2 separate regions of the Lactuca sativa genome follow, and region 1 is linked to region 2. A link is a contact called in public Hi-C data. All regions are on one chromosome and are shown on one strand. Each heading gives the region's core, a stretch centred on a gene start, on an enhancer-like site or on the middle of the called end of the contact. The rest is flanking DNA. Distances are from core to core; before and after follow the strand shown. Region 1 holds the start of LOC111897392 (chitin elicitor receptor kinase 1). Region 2 holds the start of LOC111899281 (lysine-specific demethylase JMJ29).

The links. Hi-C and Micro-C count contacts between places; a contact is called where the count stands out from the background.
Region 1: a Hi-C map of leaf shows a contact between it and region 2, with 7 times the contacts expected there. The contact joins the promoter of LOC111897392 here to the promoter of LOC111899281 in region 2. A contact is called at or near these places in 3 of 4 Hi-C or Micro-C datasets (leaf and seed).

Annotation. Positions count from the first base shown.
Region 1 is chr1:237,512,828-237,515,589 of Lsat_Salinas_v11, reverse strand. It overlaps LOC111897392 (chitin elicitor receptor kinase 1), which reads left to right and starts at 1,412. Exons shown (of 11, transcript XM_052764893.1): 1 at 1,412-2,103. The coding sequence starts at 1,434.
Region 2 is chr1:237,221,616-237,224,315 of Lsat_Salinas_v11, reverse strand. It overlaps LOC111899281 (lysine-specific demethylase JMJ29), which reads left to right and starts at 1,436. Exons shown (of 14, transcript XM_042895971.2): 1 at 1,436-1,709; 2 at 1,833-2,016; 3 at 2,619-2,700. The coding sequence starts at 2,624.

The sequences.
Region 1 (2,762 bases), core at 163-2,662, 290 kb before region 2:
AAAATAAAATTGAAATAAATGATAAGTGGAAAATAAATATATTTCAAAATTATGCTAAAATGACATGTGGCCAATTGAATGAGAGAATAACATGTGTCAAAATCATTCTTATTTATTAGGATAGATGTTTAGTAAAATGTGTTGCTGTTTCTCGTAATGAATTTTGGAAAAGATATATCATGTTGCATATGTTTCCTTAAAACTTCATTGAATTGTTTATTGGTTACTTTGACTCTGGTCAAAGTCATATAATCTATCAAGCGCCATATTCTCAATTAAATATGTGAACAAAATTCAAATGTTTATTGCTTAAGAAAACAAATAACCCCAATACAATCAATGACTTAAGAGACCATTGAAGTTTCAAATCCGTTCCAAAAAACCATTCAAGTATCACATGTTCAAAAAACACCATCAAATTAAGACATATGTTCAAAAAACACCAACGAAGTACATGTTCTGTTCAAAAAACACCATCTTTATGGTTTGGGGTAACTTACATATTTAGTCCCTAACTTTTTTTTCTTAACTCGGACGATCCCTTTAGTTTAAATTTGTTTCGACTTCGGACTCTGATCGAGTTAAAAGGCTAATATACATTTATTACTTTCATTTAACATTATTTTTATTATTTATTAATTATTTATTTAATTTATGTTATTATTTATTATAAATATATCAATTGTATAAATAATTAACAAGTAATAAAAATAAATGTTAAATGAAACTAATAAGAGTATATTAGTCTTTTAACTTGATTATGGTCCGAAGGAAAAATAAATATAAACGCTAGGGACTGTCCGAGTTAAAAAAAAAAAAAGTTATGGACTAAACATGTAAGTTACTCCAAACCATAAAGATGGTGATTTTTGAATAGAATATGTACTTCGTTGGTGTTTTTTGAACATATGTCTTAGTTTGATGGTGTTTTTTAAACATGTAATACTTGAATGGTGTTTTTTTATCAAATTTGAAACTTAAATGGTCTTTTAAATCATTATCCTCCATTACAATAAAAGGTTGGGACTATGCATTTTTTCTCATAAATCTAAATAACGTTGACAGCTATAAATAAATAATCTTAACAAGAAAAAAAATGAACAAAAAGGTATTCGAAATTAATGGAATATCGATAGAAATATATTTTGGAAGTTATTATCCATTTCGATGAAGATGATCTCAAAATAAATTATGTAACAGAAGTGATATTCATTTTGGTTGATGATTCTTGAAAATTGTAGGTTAATTTCAAGAATCATAAAACAAATAATAGAAGACAAGAAACATGATGGAGCTTATACTTTTTGACGATTCCTTTACAATTCTTTATGCTATCAAACAAAACCAACATGTAATCAATCTCATCTCTCTAATTTAAAATATAGTTAATCTGTCTACTATTTGAACTATAATACATATCTTTCTCTCTCTACATGCACCCATATCTCTTCATTTCTCTCTTTCTTCTTTTTCTCATGAACAATATATCAAAGAGAAAGAAACGTATATTAGAATTGGGATTTTGGGTTGTTTTCTTCATTGTAAAAATTGAATCCAAGTGTAGCAATGGTTGTGATCTTGCCTTGGCATCATATTATGTTGCACAAGGATCAAATCTCACTTACATAAGCAAAATTTTCTCTCAAACAATCCCCGAAATCCTTAGATACAATCCACAAATCCCGGGAGGCGACAGCATAGAATCTGGGGCCCGAATTAACGTCCCGTTTTCGTGTCTATGCTTAAATGATGATTTTTTAGGCCATACTTTCAAATACGAAACTCAAGTTGGTGATACTTATGGTAAAATTGCTAGTGAAGTTTTTGCTAATCTTACGGATGAGTATTGGGTCCAACGAGTGAATTGGTTTGAAGCCGAAAAGATACCGGACTTTGTTGATATTAATGTTACAGTGAATTGTACATGTGGCAACAAACACGTGTCAAAGGATTACGGGTTGTTTGCAACATACCCGCTTCGACCCGATGAAGATTTGCAGTCTATAAGTATAGAATCAAGTGTCCCGATGACGTTGTTGGAGCGGTTCAACCCAAGATCCAATTTTAGTGCCGGGTTGGGACTAGTGTTTGTGCCGGCCAAAGGTTAGTTAACTTTTAAACTCACTTTATTTAAGTGGATTATGAATAAAACTAATATATTAATACGATTTTCTACCCTAATAAATGAAAATGTTATTGCCAATTGTCATTCTCTCATTTAATTGGTCACATGTCATTTTATCATAATTTTGAAATATATTTATTTTTCACTTGTCAATTACTTCATTATTCATTTTCACTATATCATTAATCCGTAAATTAAACCTACTATAATAACTATTAAATTCAAATTTGAAATTTGAAATTTCAATTTCAATTTCAAATAAATGTACACTTTAAACCTTTGTATTTAACATTTTATTATAATAACTCATTTAATATACGGGTCTAATAATTAAACACATAATTTTAATTAATTTATTTTTTGCATGTTTTTTTTTTCTTCATAATTTTCACTCATTTCATATTTCATATTTCAAATTCAAATAAATTTCTCATTTAATCGCTCCTATTTAACATTATGTTTTAATTAACCCGTATAATATACGGGTTTCACAACTAGTTTACATAATAAAGTTATATATATGTCCTTAATATTTTTGTTGGTTTAAGATGGAACTTTACTATAGAATATTGCTTTGAATATTTGAGATTTTTTTGCATAATATAAGGGGTTTCTGTCTTTTTTTTTGGAAAAGGCA
Region 2 (2,700 bases), core at 187-2,686:
TTCTCTTCATGAAGCGGGAAAGAATGAGCACCGGGTCTTAACCCGTGTCTCATCCAAACATTTGACCATTTTGTCAATACTAGCCCCTCCTCCCATAATCTTTTTCAATTCAACTCATAAATTTACCCTTTTCGCCCCTGACTCCAAAATTCCTTTCATAATAGGTCCTGAAATTACCCATAAGCCCTTAACTTCCAACATCTTTCAAAAGTAAGTCCATTAATTACCAAACGTACCCTGATTTCTGAAACCCTTTTCAAATTAAATCCATAACTTACTCTTTTAACCTCCAACTTCTAAATTCTTCACCAATTAGTCCGGGACTTTCATTTGTTATTTTATTTAAATAACCGGGGCGTTACAATGAAAGAACACACTTGTAAGCAGAATTATTCTATTAACGAAATGGATGATGTTGTTGCTTGTTTACTACTTTACATTGTTGTGATACATACATGACGTCCTCTGCCCTAGAACGTTTCCGCCGTTCTTGGTTTTGGGGTGTGACAAAATCCCTTTACAATCACACCAAAATCACTCTCAAAGGCTCTCACACAAGGCTCAGATTAGGGTTTCTTTGGGTTGTAAAGACGACGAGGGAGGCCACAACGAGCCATAACTTTTTTATATAGGCACAACCCCCTGGAAATTAGGGTTTCGCTTTACAGTGTCTACTCGCCGACTAGATCCTAAATCCCGCGTCCAAAATGATCTCTACTCAACGAGTTGGAGCTCCCCAACTCGTCGAGTTCCAATCTAAAACCCTAAAATCCTTAAAAGTAATTGATACCTGAAACGAGCGTTACACATATCAACAAAAGTCTCACTCAACGTCTACATGACGATTAATTTTACATATAAAATGTCACAAATGAAAAAAGTCTAATAATTTCAAGCTTTAATGAACCAAAAAACTCGTTTTAAAGTAAATATGATTTAGTGGGTGAACGTGTTAACGGTTTTATAAAAGAAAAAGAGTAAATTACACGAATGTTCCCTATGATTTGGGGTAATTTGCATGTTTGGTCCCTAATTTATTTTTTAAACTCGGAAGGTCCATACTGTTTGTCTTTGTTGCGCGCTTGATCCCTATCTTATCTAAAAGAACTATTTTGCCTTTGATTTTTTAATTTATTTAAATAAGATGAGGTAGGTAATGTAATGTAATGTAAGGTGGATATGAGGTTGATGTGTGTTTATTTAAATAAATTAAAAAATCAAAGGAAAAATAGTCTTTTTAGGTAAGACAGGAACCAAACGCACAATAAAAACAAACAGTAGGGATCTTCCGAGTTAAAAAAAAGTTAAAGACCAAACGTACAAATTAACCAAAACCACAGGGACCATTCGTGTAATTTACTCAAAGAAAAAAAATGGTGCAGGCCAGTGGGAAGGAGAAAAAATGCTAGTAATATGGGTTGGAAACGGCGGACTCTACCATCATCAATATGGATTTCCCCTCTCTGTATATATCTCTCTCTCAATAAATACAAAGATTACGACGAGAGAATTGGTTCTCTCTCTCTCTCTCTCTCTCTCTCTCTCCATCCATCCATGTGAGTTTCGTTTTTCATTTTTGACCTAACGCCTACCCCTTTTCCCAACAATCTCCTCTTCCAGACATCCGATCGCACTATTGTTTCTTCTATAGATGATTTTCCTTTTTTCGTGATTTCGATCGCTCAATACTACTGGATTTTACGAATTCGGTGAGTGAATTTCATGGTTATTGTTTTAAGATTCGTCTAGCTAGAATTTGGTTTTCCTTTTTGTTATATTTTCCAGATTATACTTAAATAAATGCGAGAAATTTTGTTCACACATTCGGTTAGACAACACGTATAGGTGAAGAATCTGGAATTAATTGGATGGAGAAGGTGACTGCAGGCTGAATTAGTGTTGAAATTCCAGTGATTGAACGTATGAGTTGGGAGATCGCGTGTGAATTTATGTACATTGGAGCTGATGGATTTGTTGACTCGGGAAGTTGACTCGGGTCAACCATCATATTTTTAGGTTTAAAGCTCCTTCTCTGCGATTGCGTTTTGTATCATTCTTTGGAATTTGCTCTTTTTGTTCTTCCTTAGTTTGTAGCTGACCATTTTTTCTTGAAGCATTTCTTTCTGAAAGAATCGAGAAACCACACCTAGAGTGATAATTTTGCTGGACTTTCTCTAGAGAAGTTCATGATCCAGCTGACATGGATCAGAAACTAACTCGAAGACAATATTACCTGAAGCTTACACAAATTCATTATTGTTCATCCATAAACACACACACACACATTGACTTTTGTATGCATATCAAATGAGATCACGAATCATGGCTAAAGGATTATACATCGCATTGTTAATGAAGTTTTCTATAAAATATCAAGTCATGGCTCTAGCAGCTCAAAACCACAAGGTGTCTATCCCTGTTCAGATTTAGCGTGAAGGGTCAATATATTGTATCTCTAGGCCCCAAGATATCTTTGCTTATTTCTTATTCCCATGGGGTCTCTTTGTCTGATGATGCATGCATACAAAATTGATAGGGTTTTTCATTCATATGTTGGGTTAACCAGTGCTAAAGGTCCTGTTTTTCCTAACAGATCTCTATTATTTATGTGTTTGCAGTGAAGATGGAGACACTGATTCAAAAGGAAAATCAAGCAAGTAGATTTTCTGGTAAAGAAATGAATACAGGACAAAAAGCCTC